Regions from separate parts of the Mus musculus genome. Here region 1 is linked to region 2. Evidence: chromatin contacts called from public HiChIP or PLAC-seq data. All regions are on one chromosome and are shown on one strand. Each heading gives the region's core, a stretch centred on a gene start, on an enhancer-like site or on the middle of the called end of the contact. The rest is flanking DNA. Distances are from core to core; before and after follow the strand shown.

The links. HiChIP or PLAC-seq counts read pairs in DNA pulled down with a chosen protein or histone mark.
Region 1: a contact with region 2 is called in a FOXA1 HiChIP or PLAC-seq map of pancreatic cancer cells. The contact joins two enhancer-like sites.

The regions. Positions count from the first base shown.
Region 1 is chr5:137,668,571-137,674,334 of GRCm38.p6, reverse strand. The region is part of intron 1 of Agfg2 (ArfGAP with FG repeats 2); the gene reads left to right. Among named protein-coding and RNA genes, the nearest start is that of Agfg2, 13 kb to the left of the region's middle. Within about 2 kb of position 2,289, at least 213 of the 459 cell types and tissues checked have an H3K27ac peak or open chromatin away from gene starts, as enhancers often do. A contact at or near this core is called in pancreatic cancer cells, where this site is marked.
Region 2 is chr5:137,088,545-137,094,963 of GRCm38.p6, reverse strand. No RefSeq gene overlaps it. Among named protein-coding and RNA genes, the nearest start is that of Serpine1, 19 kb to the right of the region's middle. Within about 2 kb of position 3,278, at least 28 of the 459 cell types and tissues checked have an H3K27ac peak or open chromatin away from gene starts, as enhancers often do. A contact at or near this core is called in pancreatic cancer cells, where this site is marked.

The DNA.
Region 1 (5,764 bases), core at 1,040-3,539, 580 kb before region 2:
GGAAGCCAGGCATGGTGGCCTAGGTCTGAAACCCTCACAGGAATGACTTGCAAGCTGAACGCTAGCTTGGGCTACCTAGCTCCAATCTCAAGAAAGCAAATGAAAGGCTAGTAAGCTGGCTCATGGAGTCCTACCACCAAGCCTGAGAACCTGAGTTTAATCCCTAGTCTCTCTAAGGAGGAAGGAGACTCCCTAAAGTTGTCCTCTGGACCTCCACAAGCACTCTGGGGCACATGTGTCCCTCCCCACACACCAGGAATACATAGATAATAAGGGAGCCTGTGAGGTGGGCCAGTGCACAAAGGTGCTTGTTATCAAATAAATAAATAAATAATAGATGGATGAATGGATGGATGGATGGATGGATGGATGGATGGATAGATAGATAGTTTTAAAAACAGAACAAAGAAAAAGGAGCTGGGGATGGTGGCACACCCCTGTGATCCTGGCACTTAGGAGGTGGGAAAAAGAAACAGGTGACAAACAGAAACAAGGAGGGGAAATGTGCAAAAGGCTTGAGGGAGAGGAGCCAGCAGGGCTGTCAGATGCGTGCCCAGCTCTGCACAATGGGAGTGTTGTTTATCTTCACAGTTGAACAAGGAGTGAAGTGGATTGAAGAAGAATTTATGTCAATTTTTGAAATTAGTGAAATTGGTCGTTGAGCAGGGTCGGGACTGTTGAGACCCCTAGCAGGGACTTCTTGTTATTAGTCAAAGAAATGAACTCAGTGGCTGATGGAGCCTGCTCCTGAGCCTGTCCACCTGAGTTCAAGTCTCAGGACACTTGTGGGGAGAGAGAAGGGACTCCTACCTGCTGCCCTCTGACCTCCACACGTGTGCTAGGGCACACGCTACCTAGATTGATGAAAAAGGCTTATTTATTTGTTTGTTAGAAAAGAACTGAACGGGTTTGGCTATCCTTTGATTACAAGGAGCAGAGTGGAGCTTCTAGCAGGAAAGAGACCCAAATCCAGGTTGTATGAATCCGAACACAGGCGTTCAGAGGAAAGGACTTCCCGAGTTTGAAATTGGCACTGATGTGAGGAGTTAGCTGCTGGGTGGAACTGGTTTTTTTCCACTGTTGACCTGACAGAACCTTCTTATCTCAGCCTCTCAGCGGGTTTGATGCTTCCATGGATCGAGATAGAAGCAAAAATATAGGCCAGCTTGACAGTGGCAAGGTGTGGTAGGGTGGAGATACTTGTGTGTTTAGTGTTTAATAAAATCAAAGGGGAGGGGAGAGGGACAGCAAGAGGCCTGGGAGACTGGTTGTCTGTACACGCAAGAAGTTGCCTTTGCAGAGCAGAGTCTTTTGGATGCTATTAGGAGCCTGGTTTTCAAAAGAGACCGAGAGGGAGAGGAGGGGCTGGGGATGAAGCTGGGTTGGTAGGATGCTTGCTAGCATGCAGGAAGCCCAGAGGTTGGTCATGAGGTCATAAATTGGGTATGGGCTACCAAGGGTACACCAGTATAACCCAGCATTGGGGAGGTGGAGGCAGAAGATTCCAGCATCGTCCTCTGCAATAGAGCAAGCTCAAGGTCTAGCCTAGGCTACCATACTTCAGAAAGAAGTAGGAAGGGAAAGGAGTGAATGTAGGTAATAACACTGACTTAAAGCTCAAGCCATAGTAGTCAGTTTGCTTTCTATTGCTTCCTCCGGGGGATTCAGAGATGCTCAGTGGGTAAGAGCTCTGAGCTCGGATCCCCAACACCCATGTGAAAAGCTAGGCATGTACATGTAACAGTAGCAGTGTGGGAGATGGAGGCAGGGGGATTGCTGGGATTTTTCTGGCTGCCAGCCTCGCTCCAAGTTCAGCCTTGGGAATAAGGCATCAAGTGATAGACCCGGACTCTAATGTCTTTCCCCAGCCTCCCCACAGGCTTGCATGTACACACACACACACACACACACACACACACACACACACGCAAATAAACTAATTTAAGTTAATTTAAAATGATTGCCCTATTCAGGCTGGGCAAGTAAATTTAATTCTGAGTTTGTCTGGCATGGGTGTGCCATCACACAAGAGTAGTAGCTCCTTCTCATTTGGGGGTGTTGTGGGGAAAGACCTGAGTTTTGTTGGGGACACTGGATGCTAGCCAGAGGGTTGGGTCTGTTTCATTCCAGGCCAGTGAGTCACATCTGGCCCATCACATGACCCTGAAACTCACATGACCCTGGACTGGACCCAACTAAATGCAAAACACCTAGGCCACTGCTGGCAGGAAAGGGTTTCTACATCTGTGTTCCTAGCCAGCAGTAGCCTCCGTATGATTCAGAGAGACATCGTCTGACTCATAGGCCCTCTTCCCTGGGCTGCAGCCTCCTTCTGGAGTGTTCTCCCTGCCCCCCAGACTGACTGTGGTTATTCATAATCGAGTCCCCAGACACCAAGGTCAGAGCGGTGCTCTCTGTCCTGTACTGCAGAGACATCCTGTTCCCTTCAGATACATTCAGGCCCTGTGTTTTCCAATTGCTTCCCAGCCTTCCTTCATCTTCCCCTCCCAAAACGCCCCTCCTAAAACACCCCTCCTGTCCACACTCGGGCAGACGGTGAGTCTGCTGCTCTATGCAGTCTGCTTTTGATTGATTCCTGCCTGAGTTTCCCCTCCCTCTCCTTCCCCTCCCTGTCCCCCTCACAAGGAAGCGCCTCTGTGTTTACAACTGCTAACAGTTCCTGGTTGTCCTTTTCAGGAAATGTCAGCGACCTTCTTATGATGGGTTTAGAATCTGCTTTTCTAATGTAAACATAATAAATTTCACTGTTCCCATGACCAGTTCTCTTCCTTTCCCACTGCTAACATCCTGAATCATTCTCCCTAATCCATCAAGTGTCCAACTGGATGGCATCTATTGCAGTGAATACACTTGGCTTCCTGAGTCCCCACCCGGTGTGTATGTGTGTTTGTGTGTGTGTGTGTGTGTGTGTGTCTGTGTCTGTGTCTGTGTGTGTGTGTGTGTGTGTGTGTGTCTGTGTGTGTGTGTGTGTGTGTGTGTGTGTGTGTGTATGCGCGCGCGTATGCATGTGGAGACCAGAGGTCAATTTTGAGAGTCATTCCTCAGCTACTAGAGTGGCTGGGCTATAGCTCATCTGGTAGAGTGCTCATGCCCTGTACATGATGCCCCTAGCACTGTATAGCAAGGCACATGGTGGTCTCCAACACTTGGGAAGTGGAGAGACAGTGGGATTGGGGGATCAAGGCCATCCTCAACCACAAAGCAAGTTCGAGGCCAACCTGGACCCTGTCTCAAAAATCCGAGACGGAAGCGGGCTGCCTCAGACTAAAAACCAAACTAAATCAAGTCATTAGTGAGCAAGCGCTCAGAGAAAGACTGCCTGGGAAACCTGATCCCAGCAGACTCCAGGAGAGATCCTATTTAAGAGCTATTGTTTGCTACAGGACCCAAGTTCTGCTGTCTGCTTCCCTCTCATCTTTCCTTAGATGTCACCCTCTTGGATACTGCTTGTCATTTTATAAGGGCATCTGGAGAGTCTTTACTCAAAAGTCTAGTGGCAGAGTGGCTGGAAAATGACCTCGTCTGTAGCCTCCTGTGTCCCAGCCCTCTCTAAAGCCCCTTAAATGAGCAATTTATCACCCAGAAGAAGCCAGCCTTCACTGTTCACTCTGTGGCTTGGCATCTGCCCTGTCTCCACGCTCTGCCATCACTTATGCTGGCATGGTCACGGCCAATTCTTCCAAACTTGGCACGGATACCTTCATGCTGTGCATGCTACCTGTGAGTGTGACTATATTTTCCTACTTATATCTTTATTTTATTATTTTACATGTATGGTATGTATGTATGTATGTACATACATACATATATACATGCCTGTATGTTTGTGTGGACCATGTGGGAGTAGTGCTATCTGAGACCAGAAGAGGGCATCAGATCCCCTGGAAATGCAGATGGTTGTGAGCCACCATGTAGTTGCTGTGAATTCAACCCAGGTTGAACTCTAAACCACTGAGCCTTCTCTCCAGCCCCATATCTTCATTCATTTATTTTTTGAGACAGGGTCTCATATTCCTGGCTGGCCTTGAACTTGCTATATAGCCAAGGATGGCCTCCTCCACCTCCCCAGAGCTTTGGTCATAGGTATCTACCACCACACCTGGTTTATACAGTGCTGGAGACGAACCCAGGGCTTCATGTAAACATCCTACCAACTAAACTATGGTCTGAGGCCCTACCTGGTATTTCAAAGCCAAAGGTGCCTCGATATCAGAGACTTTCTTGCGTGCCTCTGTGGTCTTTTACTTCCTGGTCTAATTTCTTTGTTTTGGCGTGGCTGCCTTTGTTTTAAGATGAGGGCAATGCTCTAGACTGGAGTAAGATTTAAAGTCTAAAGCAAGGAAGACCTGGGGGCTGGTGAGATGGTTCAGTGGGTGAGGGCACTTAGACCTACGGTGGGAGGAGAGACTGGAGTCCTGCAGGTTGTCCTCTGACTTCCACTCGTGCGTGGGCCATGAAGTGTGCACACGATGAATAATTAAATAGATACATTTAACTTCAGAAGGGAAAAGGGGGCTGGAGAGATGGCACAGCGGTTAAGAGCTCTGGCTGCTCTTCCGGAGGTCCTAAGTTCAATTCCTAGCAATTACATGGTGGCTCACAATGATCTGTAATGGGATCCAATGCCCTCCTCTGGTGTGTCTGAAGACGGCCACAGTGTACTCACATATAATAAATAAAGCTTAAAGAAAAGAAAGGGGAAACCATGAAGTGCTCACCTAGCTGAGCCTCTGGTTTCCCCATTAGAACCTCAGAAGGGCAAGTGGATAGGTAAGAAACCTTTCTGTTCTAATGAAATCCCCACACGCGGTCTGTGGACAGACCTGGCTCTCCGGGGAGCTAACGGAACAGGCATGAGAACATGGCTGTGGCCCGTCTTTCCATCTCATGGCTGAACTTTTAAATTTCTTCCTGCTTTGTTAAAAGCTCTCGGAAGAGGGACGCCTGGGATGTTTCTGTTCCAGATATGACTGCCTGAAGGGGGTGGGCTGTCCATTCTTCCCACAGCTCCATTCTTCTGCTAAGGGAGCAAGGCAGCTGGCTTTCGCATACCCACCCTTCTCGACACAGCCTTCTCTCGGTACTGTCAGCAGCATTCGTCAAGGGTCCCTTTTCTGCCAGACTTCATGCTTGGCAAAGCCCACGAGATCTCTGGACGTGTCGCCATAGATCTAGAATAACAGCCAGAAATGGGATGTGGCTGAGTGTCTCGGCTCCCAGAAGTCACCCCCTCAGCCAAACGCTGAGCACCAGACAGGATCGGAGCCAGCCACTCTGCCTCCTCCTCCCAAGTCACTGACAGGATCACAATGTGTTTGTCTCTCTTCTTGTCTCTCCTTTGAAGTTTCCAGAATATTCTCATTTATATTTTTTCCTGATATTAGAAATTAGCTTCTAGTTGGGATATTTAAAATTTATTAAATTTATTTATTTAGTATATGGGGGGGTGCCACAATACACATGGAGGTCAAACAAGAATTTGTGGGCATTATTTCTCTCCTTCTATTGTGTGGGTCTCAGGTCCTTAGATCAGCAAGCTCCTATACCCACTGAACCATCTTGCTGGTCCTTGGTAAAACTGACTTCCTTCCTTCCTTCCTTCCTTCCTTCCTTCCTTCCTTCCTCCCTCCCTCCCTCCTTCCCTCCCTCCCTCTCTCCTTCCCTCTCTCCCTCCCACCCTCCCTCCCTCCCTCTCTCCCTCCCACCCTCCCTCCCTCTTTCCCTCTCTCTCTTTCTTTCTTTC
Region 2 (6,419 bases), core at 2,029-4,528:
TTCTTTCTTCTTCTCCTTCTCCTTCTCCTTCTCCTTCTTCTTCTTCATCTCCCTACCCCTTACGTTCCCTCTCCCTCTTCCTCTCCTCCTCTCCTCCTCCTCCTTTTCCCCGTCCGCCTTTTTCCACCTCCTCCTCTTCTTCCCCTCTTCTTCTGTTTTTGTTTTTAGTTTGTTTGGTTTTTTTGAGACAGGGTTTCCCTGTGTAGCTCTGGCTGTACAAGAACTCACTCTGTAGACCAGACTGACCTCGAACTCAGATCCACCTGCCTCTGCCTCCAAGTGCTGGGATTTAAAGGTGTCCACCACCATCTCTGAAAAATCTGTGCTACAGTTGGAAAATGAACACGGTTAGACATATCATGAGATTTCAGAGACATGTAAATGATAATAAGAATGTCAATCCAGGGAGCTGGCAAGAGAGCTTAGCAGATTTTAAAGTACTTGCCCTGCAAACCTGGTGACCTGAGTTCCATTCTTGGGACCCACAGTGGAAGGAGAGAACTGACTCCCTGAAGTTGCTCTCTGGTCTCCACATGCATGCAAGGCACACACATGTCCACGCTCATACATACAATGATCTGGGTGCTTTTGTAGCATTCAGGAGGCCTTATGTTTAATCGCCAGTATTGCATCACCACCACAATATTATTTATTTTAAAAGAAACTCATCACATTTAAGGGATACTCTGTAATTAACACGGCACACATCTACAGTTGTAGTCTCAGCACTCAGGAGGCTGAGGCAAGAGATCATGAGCTATAGGCCCAGCCTGGGGTATGGAGTCAGATCCTGTCTCATAAAAACAAAAACAAAACAAAACAAAAAACCATAGCACCAGTAGCTGATCATCACACACACACACACACACACACACACCGCACACACAGTCCTGTCTGCACAGAACAGATACTGGGCCTAACTGTCTCTCCAGGATAGGAAAGCTTTGTCCAGCCAAACCCTACCGCCTTCCACCTGCTGCGAGGCCCCTGAATCAGTCCGGAAAAGCAGTCAGCCGTTCCAGACACAACATGACCTCTCACCTGCAAGCCCCCTGGGATTCTCAGAAAGAGTAACTGGGAGTTTCCAGAACCTTCCATCCCATCCGCGCCCTCTCAAGCCCTGCTGCCCATCTCCACACTCATTTCCCTGAGTCTGTGAGCCACTTCTAACACCAGACAAGAGCAAAACAAATGTTGGCACGCCATTTCCTGACGAAATAACAGCTGGGAACTAAAGTCCTTTGAGATCAGCTCCAGTAATTTAAGTTTGGAGATAAGAGAAGCAGGGTAGTGTCTGTGTGTGCTAGTCTACAGTGGGACCCTTCCATCTACACAGTGGTGGCTGCGTGTGCTAGTCTACAGTGGGACTCCTTACATCTACACAGTGGTGTCTGTGTGTGCTAGTCTACAATGGGACCCCTTCCATCTTCACAGTGGAGTTTTATAAAGACATAAAGAGGGCCAGGGAAATGGTCCAGTGAGTAAAGGTGCTTGCTGCCAAGCCTTATGACCCAAGTTCAATCCCTGGGACAGACACGGTGAAAGGAAAGAACCAATTCCCAAAAGTTATACTCTGACCTCCGCAGGCATGCTCCCCCACAATACATACAATAGCTATACATTAAAAAGGTATCTAAGAAAGAAAACTAAGTTGGGTGGAATGATACAGTCCTGTCATCCCAGCTTTTGGGAGACAAGGCAGGAGGATCATGAGTTCAAGGCCAGACTGTGCTACATAGCAAGACCGTGTCTTAAAAAGATAAACAATAGGGGCAAGAGAGGTGGCTCAGTGGTTAAGAGCACTGGCTGCTCTTCCAGATGAACCCAGGTTCAATTCTCAGTCCCTGAGTGGCAGCTCACAACTGTCACACATGTAACTCCAGTTCCAAGGGATCTGATACCCTCTCACAGCCATGCAGGCAAAACACCAATGCACATAAAATACAAATAAATAAATTATAGAAAAGGCAAGCAATACAGCAAAATTATATCATTTTCAGAAATATGGGTGGGACTGGAGGTCACGAAGTGAAGTAAGCCAGACTCGAGAAGACAGAAGTTCTGTGATTTCTCACAGATGTGGAATTCAGATACCTTTAAAATCAGACAATAGAAGCAGAGCTGCTTGAGAAAAAAGGGGGTTCAGTGTGGGGGGAACAAGAGAGTAATAGAGCATGACTGACCAAAGCACATGATACACATATGTGAAGAAGTCACACACACACACACACACACACACACACACACACACACACACACACACGCATGCACACTCACATGCACGCACACATGCACGTGTTCCACTAAGTCAGGGGCACAGCTGGGACTGTGCATGTGTTCCACTAAGTCAGGGGCACAGCTGGGACTGTGCTTAGCGGGTGGAGTGTTCGCCTAGCATGCCTGAACCCCTGGACTGCATCCCCCATCCTGCATAAACTGGATGTGTTGGTGTAAGTCTGAGACCTCAGCGCTGGGAGGGATGAGGTCAAGGCCATCCTCTGAGGCGTAATGAACTAAAGGCCGTTCTGAATTCTAAGGCTCTATCTCAAAAGCAACAACACCAGGAACAGGAGGGGTATCTCAGAGATCAAGGGCTTGGCTGCTCTTCCAGGGGACCTGCATTTGAGTCGCAACATCCACGTGGAAGCTTACAACTGCCTGTAACTGTAGGCCCAGGGGATCCGGTGTCCTCTTCTGTAGGCATGGCACACACATAGAACATCTACACACCTAAAAATTAAATTAAATTAAAATTTAAAACAACAGCAATAAACAAATACATGTGGTATCTGCACTTGGGAAGCTGAGGCAGGAGGATTGTGAGTTCAAGGCCATTCTTCAACACAAGGGAGACCCTGCCTTGAAATGTATCATTTTGTACACGGCACATACACTTAATAATGAATAAATCTTAAACATTTTTTTTACAGCAGGGTTCAGACTGAGAAGGAAAAGCCCATGTTTTCTGAACCCCGAAGCCTGCTTCGGCTGGTTTCTCCAGTCCACTGGGGATCCCTCTGAAGGAGCTGGGCCTCGCACTTCCTGAGACAGCCAGTTCCTTTCAGGACATTAGCTGTTGCAGGCTGAGGGTTCTGCCTGCAGGAGCTGAGCTGCAGCTGACCTGGGCACACCCGGGGCTGTCTGGATCTGGGGCCAGATACAAGGGCACAGTGAGCTGGCAGGCCAGGCTGCACCCTGGGAGTCGAGGTTTAGGCTGTGAATAACAGGGCCCTCATCGGCTGTCCTGGAAGAGCAGGAGGAAGCACCTGGAACTGGCGCTGACTCATACAGCAGGTTGGGGCAGGCGAGTGACAGGCAGGGACCAGAGAGGCTCTGCCAGGCTCCCCTGTGTGCCAGCCTCCATCAGGGCTCTCCCATGTTCAAGCCCCCCTCCTCCATCTCTACCCTCCATGCTCCATATTCTTCCTACACAGAGGTCAAGTCTGTGGAGTCTTTCTTGCCTAACCCAATCTCAATATCCCCTTGCTGAGTTCCCTCTTGGAAGACATAACTGTCATAGACTTCTCTAGACGCTTCTGTTTTTAAATGCTTGTTTGGGAGCCAGCAGGCATAAGGAGTAGGGTGAACAGGGATAACATGCATGAGGGCCTGAGTTCAAATCCCAGCACCGACATAAAAGCCATGCACAGAAGTATATACAAGCCCAGCACGCCAGCTCTGAGACAAGAGGTTTCTGGGGCTTCTTAGCCGGCAGAGCTAAGTCAGGGAGCGCCAGGTTCAGGGAGAGCTCAGAGATCCTGTGTCGAAGATGATTGTGGAGAGGCACCAGGCAGAGAAACGTTTGTCACACAAACCTGAGGGCTAGAGGCCGGCTCCCCAGCCCCATCCTCAAGTGCCAAGTGCTTGTGGGGGCTTGGCTGTAATCCCAGAGTTCTGGAGACGAGGATGTCTAATCTCTGCAGTGAACTGGCTAGCTAGATTAGTGGCATCTGCAAGCTCAGAGCTCAAGTAAGAGACCGTGCCTCAAAATATAAACTGAAGATTGAGAAATGATGACTCCTGGTATCAGCCTCCAGCCTTAACACATACACGTGGACACACATGCACTCACGCGCACACACACACACACACACACACACACACACTGAATAAAATGTAAAGTTTTTTTTTTCTTTTTCAAGACAGGGTTTCTCTGTGTAGCCTTGCCTGTCCTGGAACTCACTCTGTAGACCAGGCTAGCCTTGAATTCACAGAGATCTGCCTGCCTCTGCCTTCCCAGTGCTGGGATTAAAAGTGTGTGCCACCATTCCCCAGTTCATAAAATGTGATTTTTAAAACCATTTAAATATACCAAGTAAGGTGTTGAATGATAAAGGAAACACCCAGTATCAGCCTTCTGAGCTTACACTTTTGTACACACATGTGCCGAACACAAACATAAACAAATAAATGTTAAAAAGAAAAAGATTAACAGTTTTAAAACATAAGACCAAAACATCTAAATGTTTATTCTTTCCCTCCATAGACTCAGAGTCTCTCTGGGTCCCACCCAGGACAAAGGAACACTTTCCAGATGAAATCATTTTAATGACCTATTTTAGTCCAGCCATACCTCTCTCAGTGCGTCTCCAGCTATGACCTTCCTAGGAAATTGACTGAATTCTTTCCGGTCCCTGAGGTCTATACTGAATCCAGCCCTGGAGCTACCAGTGTGACAGAGGCCTCTGTCTTCAGCCTCTGCCTCGGGGCAGCAAGGACTTGAAATACCACACCAGCTGCCGTCACCTCCATCCCAGATGCTCCTAGTCAGCTATAAAACAAAGTCAAACCCTAAACACCCATGTCCTAGAATTCTGATGAGAATCATCAGATTTTTCTCCAGATATTTCTAAAGCTCCTGGAAAAGGCCCTAGAGAGATGGCTCAGTCTGTTGTAAAGTGCTCACTTGCTATGCAAACTGGAGGACTGGGATTCAATCCTCTGCACCCACCTGAAAACCAGGCATGGTAACACACACCTGAAATCCCACCCCTGGGCAGACAGACAGGTAGGTCCCAGAAGCATACTGGCCAGTCAATCTGGCAAAATCAGTGAGTTCCAGGTTCAGTTGTTTAATTAGAGACCCTATCTCAAGCAGAAAGGGGAGGAGGCAGAGGAGGCAGAGGAGGAGGAGGAGGAGAAGAAAGAGGAGGAGGAGGAGGAGGAGGAGGAGGAGGAGGAGGAGGAGGAGGAGGAGGAGGAGAAGGTGGCAGCTGGAAAGCTGGCTCAGTGGGTAAGATCACTTCTTGTACAAGCTCGAGGAGCTGAGTTTGAACATTTTACCTACTAGTCACAGAGATGTTAAGTCAGATGAAGAGGTTGTCAAGAAATAGCTATAAAGTCATGCGGTGGTGGTGCACACCTTTGATCCCAGCACGCAGGAGGCAGAGGTATGTGGATCTCTGAGTTTGAGGCCAGCCTGGTCAACAGAGTGAGTTCAAGGATAGCTAGGGCTACACAGAGAAACCCTGTCTCAAAAGAAACAAAAGAAAGAAGGAAGAGCTATGAATGCCCCCCAAATAACTGTGACATCACCTCTTCACAATCCCCAACTTCCAGTAATTCTGAGGAACCTTCAATATTCTGGCTTCTTCAAAGAGGTTTGGTCACAGCAAGATACCAATCCCTCTGTGCATCCATTTCTTTATACATGGAATGGGCAGTGAACCACGCCCACTCTGAGCACTGTGATGAAGAAATGATGGGTATGAAGCAGGATCTGGCCAAAGCACTGGCCCACATGGTTGGTGTCAAAATGTGGGGAAGGTGACCACCAAATCTTAAAAATTAGTGGATTTTGCATAGAGGAAAATGGCCACACTGACAAAACGACCAAACACCATTGCAGACTTTTAGACACAAGTTTACTCACTCTGGGTATCAGTCCTTCAGCCTGCATTTGTAAACTGGACCTCATTAATGTTAGGCAAATGCTCTACCACTGAGCCACACCCCTAACCCCTCACTGGGGGATTCTAGGCAGAGGCTCTACCACTGAGCCACACCCCTAACCCCTCACTGGGGGATTCTAGGCAGGGGCTCTACCACTGAGCCACGCCCCCTGCCCCTCCCTGGGGATTCTAGATAGGGCTCTACCACTGAACCACGCCCCCAGTCCCTCACTGGGGATTCTAGGCAGGGGCTCTACCACTGAGCCACGCCCCCAGCCCCTCCCTGGGGGATTCTAGGCAGGGGCTCTACCACTGGGTCACACCCCAGCCCCCCACTGGGGGATTCTAGGCAGGAGCTCTACCACTGAGCCACGCCTCCAATCCCTCCCTGGGGGATTCTAGGCAGGGGCTCTACCTCTGAGCCACGCCCCCAGCCCTTCACTAGGGGATTCTAGGTAGGGGCTCTACCTCTGAGCCACGCCCCCAACCCCTCCCTGGGGGATTCTAGGTAGGCCTCTTATATTCCTT